3 separate regions of the Mus musculus genome follow, and regions 2 and 3 are each linked to region 1. The links are chromatin contacts, called in public Micro-C and promoter capture Hi-C maps. All regions are on one chromosome and are shown on one strand. Each heading gives the region's core, a stretch centred on a gene start, on an enhancer-like site or on the middle of the called end of the contact. The rest is flanking DNA. Distances are from core to core; before and after follow the strand shown.

What was found. Promoter capture Hi-C pulls out the DNA fragments that hold promoters and counts their contacts. A called contact is a pair of places that touch in the nucleus more often than the background predicts.
Region 2: a promoter capture Hi-C map of liver shows a contact between it and region 1, with 5 times the contacts expected there. The contact joins the enhancer-like site here to the promoter of Pdcl3 in region 1. A contact is called at or near these places in 18 of 39 promoter capture datasets (the C10 cell line, the HPC-7 cell line, HPC-7-derived erythroid cells and 13 more), 48 of 484 Hi-C or Micro-C datasets (the BV-2 cell line, CD4 single positive thymocytes, CD8 T cells and 36 more), 26 of 115 datasets of contacts at active chromatin or transcription factors (the HPC-7 cell line, SST interneurons, acute myeloid leukemia and 19 more) and 5 of 9 other capture datasets (adipose tissue, embryonic stem cells, liver and 2 more).
Region 3: a contact with region 1 is called in a Micro-C map of the G1E-ER4 cell line. The contact joins the enhancer-like site here to the promoter of Pdcl3 in region 1. A contact is called at or near these places in 2 of 39 promoter capture datasets (hippocampal neurons and liver), 1 of 484 Hi-C or Micro-C datasets (the G1E-ER4 cell line), 1 of 115 datasets of contacts at active chromatin or transcription factors (embryonic forebrain) and 2 of 9 other capture datasets (adipose tissue and liver).

The regions. Positions count from the first base shown.
Region 1 is chr1:38,985,412-38,989,231 of GRCm38.p6, reverse strand. It overlaps Pdcl3 (phosducin-like 3), which reads right to left and starts at 1,418. Exons shown (of 6, transcript NM_026850.4): 1 at 1,383-1,418. The coding sequence starts at 1,388.
Region 2 is chr1:39,513,136-39,517,090 of GRCm38.p6, reverse strand. No RefSeq gene overlaps it. Among named protein-coding and RNA genes, the nearest start is that of Gm24826, 4.4 kb to the left of the region's middle. Within about 2 kb of position 1,615, at least 28 of the 459 cell types and tissues checked have an H3K27ac peak or open chromatin away from gene starts, as enhancers often do. A contact at or near this core is called in liver and pancreatic islet, where this site is marked.
Region 3 is chr1:39,610,593-39,614,977 of GRCm38.p6, reverse strand. No RefSeq gene overlaps it. Among named protein-coding and RNA genes, the nearest start is that of Gm51620, 20 kb to the right of the region's middle. Within about 2 kb of position 2,232, at least 6 of the 459 cell types and tissues checked have an H3K27ac peak or open chromatin away from gene starts, as enhancers often do. A contact at or near this core is called in the G1E-ER4 cell line and liver, where this site is marked.

The sequences.
Region 1 (3,820 bases), core at 169-2,668:
AACATCCACCAGTTCCCCTTCCTTGAGAAGTGACCGCCAACGATACAGCAAACACTGTCTTAACCAGAAACCTGCGCATTTCAGCTTCAGAAAAAACAAACAAACAAACAAAACCCCAAAACACCAGGAGACGACTGGCTAACCCTACATAAACCATGAAAGGTGTCTGCTTGAAGCTGGGCCTCTCTAAACAACAGGTCAGAGCTACGCAACGATACAGCAAACACTGTCTTAACCAGAAACCTGCGCATTTCAGCTTCAGAAAAAACAAACAAACAAACAAAACCCCAAAACACCAGGAGACGACTGGCTAACCCTACATAAACCATGAAAGGTGTCTGCTTGAAGCTGGGCCTCTCTAAACAACAGGTCAGAGCTACGCACTAATTAAAGAAGGTTTATCTGAGTCCTGAGAACTCTTCCCCAACGAGAGGAACCTGGAGACCAAAGGAAGTTACATTCCAGGCAGAGGGACCTGAAAATGCAAAAACGCTGTGACATGCTGACTGACCATCTGTCTGTCCTGAGAGCCTGCAGTAGACTTGGGGAAGAGGAAGACTGTGGCTAGACCCACAGACTTCCCTAAGCTTTAGAGTCTAAAGGATAAATCTGAGAATAGCAGACGCCTGGCCTGCTCCAGAGTCACTCCTGACGGCTAATGTTTAGTAAGCACAAAATACTAGGTATATCCCTTTACTTGAGCCTGTTCTTGCCTCCCAGGTGTAGGTGTGGCCGGCTTGCTGAATGTGTAGATGACCACCCCCTCCAGTCCCCAAGGTCTGTCTCTTAAGCCGGAGCCCACAACTACACGGTCCATCTACCCTCCATCCAGACTCTTCAGAATCCTTAAACACAGCCACATAGAAGGTTGGCGACAAAGTGGCTGACGCATACTTTTGCTCTTCTAAGGCTATTCCGATGCGGTTCTCTAACACACTTTCTTTGGGCTTTTGTCTAATTCCAGCTCAAAAAAGGAAAAAAAATTGCTAAGGAGTTCCACCTTTCTTCATATTAGAAATTAACAATAGTCGTGAGGCCTAGAGTTCAGATCTGGAAACCAGAAAGCACTCCCAACGGACCATCTAGAGTCAGCTCTAGATGGCAGGAGGGTCGGGGCCTTCATCAGGCCTGGAGGAGAACGAGCCCAAAGTCCGGTGCCTACCAAAGGACAGAGATTTGCGGGGCAGGACGCACCGGAGCAGGAGTGCCCAGCCCAGGAGGCCGGAGGGACCGCACCCGCCCTCTCGCAGTGCGCCTGCGCCGGGCCTCCCCGCAGTCCGCCGAGTTCTGTAACTAATCCATGTAGACCCGGCTCCGGGTCTGGCGCGAGCCCACCAAGCCAAACGACCGCAGACTTGGGGTCCCGAGCTCGCCACACTCACCTGCATCTTGCCTTCAGTCACTCAAACCAGCCCTCTGCCCCAGCCCCTCCGCTCCTCTCCGCGCACGCGCGGCACCGCCCCCTCCGGTCTTCTCCCCGCCCCCAGGCACGAAAAGGGCGGAGCCAAGGAGGAAGTGAAGACTGGAGTCTGCGCCTGGTCCTCAGGAACCCGGGCGAAGGCTGAGAGCGTTGGAATGACAGGCCGTGCCTCCGGTGGGTGGGACTATAGGGTGACGTCATTCGGGCCATGTCCAGGCGCTACCTTGTTAGGGAAAGTGGCTGGTTGTTTGGGGCTGACCCGAGGTAAGCATAGGTTCTGCGACTTCCCGGGCCGCCAATCGGAGCCTGTCGGAAGCAGAATTGCCTGACAGTGACCCGATGCTAGGATTAAAAGTGACCCGGGTCACCTGGAGGTCACACACCTTCTCTGTTGAATGGGATGAATTGCTTATTGGGTTTGTTTACTGAGCTCACTGGGTTTGTTTAGAGCATAGTCTAACCTCTGCGGTTACAGCATCAGATTTGAGAAACCGGTGGAGTGGGGAACGCCTGGGCTCCACGCCCCTTCACCCTCACAAAAGGAAAAGGCCACAGTGAGAATCATTTTCTCTGGTTAATACCAGACTCGTGTGACCCTGAGCAAAAGCACAGGCTCCAGGGCGATCCACAGCATTCGGAGCTGGAACTGAGAGCACGGGAGTTAAAAGGCCTTCCACAGCCCTGGACTACCTTGCTGCCTCTGCTCAAGCACACACCGTGGGTACACTTTGGAATTACCAAGGAGCTTTCAAAACTGCAGGTGTCTAGGTGTGGTAGTTCACATCTATAATTCCAATACTCAGGAGACCCAGCCAGGGCTAGAGAGTGAACCTCTGTCTATAAAAACAAACAAAAACTACAGTTACACTAAGGTGTTATTTCCAGACAACTTAAATCCCTGCAGCTGAGGACTCGGAACTGATAATTTCTGGGGAATAATCACTAATATAGAAAAAAAATTACACTATTCCCTGAAAAAAACAAGGAGCATGGATTTAATTTAACCCAACACATTCCAACCAGATTACAGACAGACCTTTTAAAGTGTTAATTAATTTGCCTAGTGTTGTGAATGAATTTTCCCAGTTTTCACTTCCAAAATCAGTTTGTGAGATAGTTTAACTTGAGGGACTTTGATCACAGGCTTCTCTCCACCGCACAGCAGTAAAGCAGGTGTGGTTTGCCCTTTCCTTGCTCCAGGTGGATCCACTGAAAGATGTATCCTGGTGTATTGGAAATAATGTTCCCAGTTGCTTTTTACAGCAGGTGTGCTTCAGAACAATCCCCTGTTAACTCATTGTCTTGACTTTTGGTTTTATTACATTGACTACAACATGGATAAAGTCTTTAACTGAATACACACGAGAAACAAACTGTTCAGCTGAGCCTTTAATTGGAGATTACATCATGAGTTCTGAGACAAGCCTCGGCCACAGCATGACACTGTGTATAAATCTTAGTTGACTGGGGAAGGTATGTAGACCTTCTATGAAGGACGTAGGAAACACTGGATAGTCATTTGGAGGCAGATAAAACTGAATTCCTACTTTACGGCATACACTACAATTTAAAGAAGAAAACTCATTAAAGGAAAACATGGGCTAACTTAACTTTTTTAAAGACGGGGTTTTGCTATGTAAGCCAGGCTGACTTTGAACTATTCTCCTGTGAAAAGAGCTATTGGGTTTGCTTCTATAAATTTGTCAGGAATTTGGCATTGAGCCAGGACATGGAAGCAGGCTCAAGATCTTGACCATCTTGATAAGTTCCTGAATACCTCGGGACTTTTTATTGCCTTGTTTGTTCCTTGACCTAGAACTGACCTTATACTTTGTATGTACCTAGAATGATATAGAAGTGGACTGGAGAAAAACAAACCCTCTTCAGACTCAGCACTGGCTGGAATCATGTTATAATGCTGTCTAATTGCCTTTTTCTTTTCAATCCCCCCTCCCTCCCTCCCTTGAGACCCTGTTGACTGAGCTGCCTTGGTCACTCGTACTGTAGTTAGTGGCCATAGTAGGTAACACTACAAACTATGCTGCTGTACTTGGGTTAATTTTGTAACTTAGAAATGGGGGGAGGTAGGGCAGGGAACTTTTCAGACTATTACTTAAAACCAAAAATAAATCAAAAGAGAAAAATGAAAAGATTTAATCACCCTTTTGTTTAGGAATAATGTATATAAGCCCAGTGCTTTGGGTATAAAATAAAAAGTTAAGTAAAAATATAGTTACATGTGGTTGCATCTTTAATTTTACAAATGGAAACAGAGACATATACACACACACACAAACAGAAAGCAACATTGTTAACTATAGGGAGAAGTGAGATCTGGGGGCAGGGATAGGAGTAAGAAACCTATAGCAAATTTTTATTTAAGAACTGTGGCGGTTAAAA
Region 2 (3,955 bases), core at 366-2,865, 530 kb before region 1:
ACCATCTATGAGTGTAGCAGAACATTGCTAGGAGTCATTTTATTACTATGTTTCTTTAGCAGAGGAGTGGTACTTGGATTTCCCCTGTGCCCCTGGCCTATCTAGTCTCAGGTTCTTGGCCACCCAAGCAGCATTGGGTGTGCATTTCCATCTCATGGAGTAAGCTTTAAATCTAATCAGAGAATGGTTGGTCACTTCCACGAGCTTTGTGGCACGATCACATCAGCACATCTTGCAGGCAGGTCACTCGTGTATACAAAGGGTTTGTGCCCAGGCTGTTGTTTGCCCTTTTCCTTTGCTAGCATTCAGAGTACCTGCCCATGGACATTAGTCCCTAGTGGCAAAGGCTCTATGTAGGCACCAACTTAACTTCTTTGTATTCAATGAACCGTGTTAAGTGTTGCTTGATTGCCAGTTTATGGAGAGTCTTGGCAACAGCTTGGATTGTTTGGGGGTTCCCATAGGACTCCTTTGGCTAATAACTCAATTAGATGTAACCCATTCCCAGGACTGGAAGCTTCATTTGGTGACAAGGAATGTCCAACTGGGGCTCTCTATCCCCCATTACTTGACAATTTCATTCAGATCTCCTTCATGCTGTATATATCACAGGAAGCTTCCGCTGTCTTAGGGGTCCATATGTCAAATGGTCCTTAGTCTTATATTTGTCTCTCCCCACATTCCCTTCCCTGTCCCCCTCTTCTCTCCTTATCTGATCCTCCCATCTCAGTACCCCACTCCTCCTCCATCCCCACCCCCAGTCCCCACTAGTCCCATTCTTCACCCGATTACTTTGTCTAAATGATGCTGTCCTTTCCTGCATAGAAACCTTTCTGGAAAACTGATCTATTTGGGGACCTGCTTTCTTGACAGTTCAGCTCGATGGGATGGAAGTTAGCTCAAGCAGCTCCATGTCGGCTTGGCCTGACATGAGGGGCTGAGCACTGTCTACAACAGTGGTTTCCTGCAGCTTCTGATGTTCATCTCCTGGGTAACGAGGAACAGTAGGAGGAGATGGGGTGCTGAGGATACTGGCAGCCAGCTAGCAGGGAGCAGCTCCTGTCCTGGATTAGGCTCTCTTCTGGAGGATCCTGGGAGTGGTTTTAGGGTAGCTCCGGGTTACCAGGGAGGAAGGTGGTCTGGCTGGGAGCGAACATGACTGGTGCAGAGCTAGGTGCTTTCGTGTCTGCCTAGATGATACGATCTGGCCCTTACCTTGGGGCAGCTCTGTTGACAGCCACCTTTGGCAAGCAGAACCCAGGCCACTCACAGCTGCAGCTCAGGCTAGATGGCAGGAGCCTGTTGGAGAGGCATATGGGCCACAGGCAAGCAGGCTGAGCTTGTGCAGGGCTGGCCAGGCTCATTTCATACTGGCAGACCTTCCCCAGGCCCGCTGGTTCCCAGGCACACACATGGTCCTTTCTATTTTTATCGCTTATTTCTCCCTTTCTTTTTTGCCACTCTGTGCCCTGGTTAGCCAATCCTACTTGATGTTTAAAGGCTTTAAATACACTATAATGAAACATAGTAGCAATCAGGTGCTCTCACTGGGTATAATGAAACATAATAGCAATCAGGTGCTCTCAGCTGGGAGCTATCGATTTTCCTGTGTAAAATATTAACATCTTTCAGTGCTATTTGCAGATGTCATTAGAGCACCGATCACGTGCCATCTCCTGAGTTACCAACCGCATAAAGATCTATGTATCTTTCTGGGAAAACATTAAGATTTACCACCAGCATTACCTTGTCCTCTGTATTTTTACTACATGTCCAGGCAGTGAACAATAGTAATATATTCAGGCTAGACCCATGACTGCATCAACTGTTTCCATTTTTCCTGGGCTTTGTGTGGTCTGTTTGTGCACAAAGCCTCGCTTTTACATTCCTGTCCCACTGACCTGATTCTCAGTGGTCAGTTAGTCATGCCCTCTTGCTCCCCTTTGAGTCTATGTAGGTTGAGACTGTTTGTTTCCATGTGGCTTCCATTCTAGCAAGGTAAGGACAATGTTGGAAAAAGTGACATTCTCCCTGGCATCACTTAGATTTCGACCTTCAGTTCAGACAGCCAGGAGCAAAGGCTACTGACTGGTAGAGCTTTTTTATAAGTAGGAAAATGCCCTACAGGCCTACCTATAGCCTGAGCTTAGTCTTTGTAGAGAATTTTAAATCCAGCAACACAATTCTGCCAAGGGATCACATCCAAAGATCTTCTAGGTCTATGTGATCCGGCTGGAATACAGGCAAGCCCTTAGTACACACCTTTAATCCCTAACAATGAAGGTAAAGTTGGTTTGTAGAAGGAAGCAGCCATGTTTGAAAGTGATGTCTAATTGAGGGGCAGACAAAGTGAGGAATCAGAGAAAGACCTGACAGGATGAGTCAGAGGGAGGAGACTCCCAACTCTCATGAGAACAGCATTTAAAGAGAGGTTACTTAAGAACAGCATAGGGAGACAAAGGCGGTGTGGTGTCTGTGAGGTAGTTTTACCAGGACAGTTTTACAGAGACAGGGTGCAGAGAAAACAAGCTAGACACCGGTGAAGACAGAACGTGCCAGAGAATAAAAAAAATGAACCAGAGGATTAGAACATACTAACTGCCAAAGTTAGTATGAAGCCAGGCAGAGCCATTCAGTCAGAAGCTGAGAGGAGCTGGACTGAACTCATCGTGGGAGATGAGATTGTATGGAGGCTACAGGCTTCCAGGCCTAGGCTTAGGGATAGTTAGAATGGAGAAAGAAATGCTCTGGGCTCAGCCCACACTGGGTATTTGCACACCTTGGGCATGGCTCTCATTCCATCCCATCGTCCGAGGAAATAGAAGCAACATTTACATTTACAGTTCTTTCTTTCTTTTTCTTCCTTTCTTCCGCTTGTTTTCAAAACAGGGTCTCACCATGTAAAAGGACCTAGGTAAAATATTAAGGTCTAGGCCTAGGTGACTGTCACCTGGCTAGCCTGCCAGTATAAGGAAATTTTCTTATGTGTTTCTGCTGTTCCTAGGAAGCTTTCTAATGTCAGGACTGATTATGTTCTGTATCCTTGGAAACCAGTCATGATAGACGTCAGTCGGAAGCCCACGGTAAACTTGGATCCAAACCAACCACTCAGTAGCACACCCTGTGCCTGTGTGTGAGCTTTTATGCCACACGCTGCCCCTGAGATGGACCCAACATCAGAGAGACACCTGCACCCATATAAGAAACTATTTGGAATAAGAATTCCATTTTGAGTAGTGGTCCAGTAAAGTTTAAGCTCCCAAGACCTCCCTGGGAACTGACATCCTACTTGGCAGAAAGAGACATGTACGTGGATAACTGACATCCTAGTCAACAAATTAGGACATCACTATTAGACAAGTAATTAGCCCCATCCTTGTAAACAAATTAGGACACGAACATTAGACAAGGCAAGTCTCCTCTCCTAGATATCCCAACCGATGGGGGCAGGATAAGTGTACAACAAAGACACACTCCTACAGAAATCCCCTATCCTAAATCCTGATTGGTGGAATAACTTGACACAGATGTTTGCGGATTTTAGGCTTAAAAACACTGTAGGATCTTAACTCAGGGTCATGGTTCAGTTCCCAAATCTGGACCATTGCTCTGATCGACCAGTCCTGGGGTGTATGCTCAATAGACTATCCCTGCCTAAATGAGGTCAGTGCTCCTGTGATTTGCGAGGCAATTCCTGAACCTCAATACTATGTATCTCTGGCTTTCCTGGAACTCACAGAGATCCCCCTGCCTCTGCCTCTCAACTGCTGAGACAAAAGGTATGCATCACTACGCCCAGCATTTAGGCATTTTTCTTAATTGAGATTCCCTCTGCTCAGCTTATGTCAGGTTGACATAAAAACTATGCATCGCAGCAGGAAATATCACCAATGAAATGTATCAAATCCACTCAGTTCACCAAGCACGCCGGCTTAGTACCACAGATTACTATAGT
Region 3 (4,385 bases), core at 983-3,482, 620 kb before region 1:
ACTCCTCCGCTCCTGGGGTTGCCCTCCTCTCTTACTTCTTCAATATCCTCAGCGCAGCTACTGAAGCCCCCGCCAGGGTCCAGGATCCAGATACAGGCTGTAGGAACAGCTACTTGTAAAAGATGAGGAGGGCAGAACAGAGAAGCCTTTCCCAAGTGTGCTTACTCAGGCCTTGTGTGAGCCGGAGGCTAGAGTTAGATCAGTTGGCTGATTGTTAGAATCGCTCCAGGCTAGAGAACATTGGAGACCAGACCCTACAGAAGCAGGTTTTCCTTTAATCAGAACAGCCAAGGGCAGAAGCCACTCCTGGGGAATGTGCTTAGGAGTGGGGGTGGGGGGTGGGGCGGGTTGGAGTTTTATAGGGCAGAAAAGGGAACTTCTGTAGTGGGAGATTACATCTGCTTCCTTCCCCTGCAGTCTTCAAGCTTGTAAATGCTCTTCTTATCAAGAGCTCACTGGGTCCTAACTTCCTGCAGAAGATGCTGCCTTTGTGTTAACCTACCTGTCCTGGAGTTGCTCAGCTCGCCCGCCCGAGGCTTTTGGGTTGTTTGGCCTTGAGCCGTATCAGCACCAGATGTTTTCAGACACCTAGAGAGGCTACGCAGCTTGCACCGGCTCCCGAAAGTACCGGCCCCAGACACATCTATTTCCAACAGTGTGGACTTTTCTCTGTAGCCATTGCCACGGGGGTCAGAGCATTTCTCTCGAGGGCCTAGCAGAGAGACCGCAGTGACTGCCACAAACAGGCAAGGCCAGTGCGCGCAAGGCCAGCGCACTGGCCACACTTCCCTTCAGTAAGGCAAAAGGGAGTTTTTCTCCATTTTTCTGAGAAACCAGGAGAAAAGGTTAATGCTCAAATTTCCCAAACCTGTTTCAGTTGTGATTCTTAACTTCCTTCTGCCTCTGCCAAGGGGCTCACACTCACACAAAGAAACCAGAGGTAACCTAATCTCATCCTCTTGGTCCATCCTCCTGTCGCAGCCTTCCAAGAGGAATAGCGTGAGCCCGCAAAGCCCCTTCTTGTTTCTATTTTCTTCATCATTTTACTGTCTATAAAGTAAGCCTTCAGTACTTGGTTCCAGGAAAACTTACTGCATCTGATAGAACTAAGAGCCATCGGATTCCAGAAACACAAATGAGGCAGTCAAGATCTTTAAACTAAAAGTAACATCATCTAGATCTTTTTATTTTAGAATTTATTTTGAAGTTGTGTGTGTGTGTGTGTCTAAATGTAGTGTTGTACATGTGAGTGCAGCACCCACAGAGGCCAGAATCGGGCACCAGATCCCCTGGAGCTGGAATTACAAGCAGTTGTGAACTGCCCCCAAAGGCTGCTAGGACCAGAATTCCATCTGCTGCAGAGTCCTGTGGGCCCTTAACCTCTGCACCGTCTCTCCAAGCCCTCTAGATTTAGATCTATCTTGTGCAAAAGTCATCTTTCCATAAATACTTGGAAAAGATCATGTATTTATCTTGAATGTTTCGTGGGGTTTGTTTGTCTTGGGACATATTAATCATTGTTACTGCTTGTCCTATAGTGTCCTATATTCTGCAAGTATATTCTGGTGGATATCGCTTATAAAGAATATCTCTGTCCAGATGCTTTTATTGAAAAAGTAATAATTACCTCAGAGTAAGAGTCTTATGAATCAGGCCAGGATATAAGCAACAGACAGCGCCAGCTGTGAGAGAAACTGAAAACTGTAAGCCCCTCAAGGTCACTGTGCAGCTGTCCAAGGTCAGACAAAAGCCCTATGGAGCCTTTTAGGCTTTCTGGAGTGGGTGGGAGAGAGACTTTCTCCTCACATCCTAACACATCAGAAACTTTTGAACCAGCTTGGCAAGAAAGGCTTCACCTATGCCTGGGGGGTTCTGAGTCTTTGATCGGAAGTTTTCCCACACAGGTGCAGCTCCATCGCAATACTAACAGCCACCCTGCTTCCCAGTCCCAGGCACAGCCCTGCATCTAACCTGTAGGTTAGACTCTCACAGGAGGCCTCTTTACCTTAAGGCAGTGGTTCTCAGCCTTCCTCAAGGGGCTCGAGACCCCTTTGGCAAACCTCTATTTCCAAAAATATTAATATTACAATTCATAAAGGTAGCAAAATTACTGTTAGGAAGTAGAAATGGAATAATGTTATGCTCGAGGAGTCACTACGACACAGGGGTCACGGCATTTGGAAAGTTGAGAGCCACTGCCTTTAGGGCATCGAACCTAACTTGGTTTAATTTTTACCCATAAGCCTCTTTTCCCCAAGGAACATCCTAACCTGTTTCTGGTAGCCTGCCCAGTAGTTCCACTGATCCATGCTCTCCTGATTTAAAGTGCCCTGTGGCATTTTACTAAGTCAACACAGTGACCCCCACAAGTCCAATATCATAGTCAGGGCAAATCCACCCTGCTCCCTAGTCCCCAGAGGAGTTAAGGAGCCACACAGCTGTGATGAGCACACCCACGGATCTTAAAGAGCAGAGTGAATGGCTGGGCAGTGGTGCCTTTAATCCCAGCAATGGGGAAGCAGAGCAGGTGGATCTCTCTGAGTTTAAGACAAGCCTGGGCTACATAGTGAGACCCTGTCTTAAGAGGAAAAGATGGAGGAGGAGGAAGAGGAGGAGGAGGAGGAGAGGAGGGGGAAGTCTAGAAGAGGTGTTTACCTAAATTCAAAACAGACAAATGGAACAAAGTCTTTATTTCCCAACAGGGAATGCAGTCAAGTGACCCAGAATCCAGACTGGGTGGTCTATTCCTCCTCAGGAGACCGTGACAACTAAATGCCACCATGTCACCGTGTCACCATGTCACCGATGGAGCTAACATTCCTGGCACTCTTGCATGCTCACGAGACATTCTTTAGTGAGGTAATATGTTGATTTAATTGCAACCATCTAAAGTTTGGGGATGCCCCACAATGACAAGTACCAACTTCTCTGCTTAGGTAATAGACTGGGTTTCATTGCTTTAGTTATCTGCTGCTCTGATACAGATTACTTATGCACACAGCCCAAATTAGTTACTTAAAACAACACACATAAGCCACGCATGGTAGTATATGCCTGTAGTCCTAGCTTTCAGGAGGCCGAGGCAGGAGGATGGCAAATTGAGGCAAGTATGAGCTGCGCAATGAAAGACTGTCTCAAATGACCAGAAACAAACAAAAATCCACCAGTATCTCACTTAATTTCAGAGGCTGGGAATGTATGTATATGTATATGTATATGTATATGTATATGTATATGTATATGTATATGTATATGTAATTAGCACTAGCTTTGGATAGCTCACGCCAGAATATCCAACGTCCTCTTCTGGCCACCTCAGGTACTGCACTCATATGCACCAACCCACACACATCAACATATAATTTTTTAAACACCGTACAACCAGATACAATATCATATGCCTGTAGTCCAGTTCCTTGGGAAACTGAGGCAGGGAAGTCACGTGAATCCATGAGTCTGAGATCAGTCTAGGCAGCATACTGTGACTTAAGTCTTTAAAATAAACAAATAGGGATTGTGAGCGTAGCTCAATGAAAGAGCATGGGAAGAATAAATATTGTATAAATATCCATCTACCCATGGGATGAATAAATATTGCTTCAATGTTCATCTTCCCATGGGTAGAATAAATATTGTTTAAGTGTCCATTACCCAAAGTAATCTACAGAGTCAATGAAGTCCCTATGAAAATATCAAGAGTCAAGCTATTTTAGAACAATGTGAAAATTATTGCAGAGACACCTATAATAGAAACTACTCATTGTTACCATGGCCAAAGGATACTGTCACCAAGGAAAACAGTATTTGTATCCATGTGTGACAGACATGTGGAAGACCTCCCTCAGAGGCAAAATAGGACCACCTGCACCCTCAAAAAAAAAAAAAAAAAAAAAGATAAGGTGAGGAGCTTGTGAAGGGAGGGTTTGTTCATGTGGCTACCGGAGAGTAGCCATCTGGAAGGCTACACCGGAAGTATAGCTTGAACAAAGAACACCACAGCGTCCTACAAGGACCTGTGCACACAAACAGGCCAGCCTTAGATTGACACCACGCCACTTTTGTTACTAATCCAAGGATTACTGATTCAAGACATCAGATGTAATTCTTCTTGGCTTTTGAAACCTCCCTTTTCCTCAACCCCTGGAACACACCATGGCTCACCACGGTGCAGGAGACACACACACACACACACCCCTCCAACATGCTGATATTCTCAGGCAGGTAGTGTCATCTCTCTGGTGGATTTATTTAATTAATGATGGTGTAAATTCTCTCAATTTTTCCAGTAATTGTGTAGCCATTGCTTTTTCATTGCTGCAACCACAGTAGCTATGGGAAACAACTTAAGAGAGAGAAAAACGTATTTTTTCTGTTCTGTTTTGGTT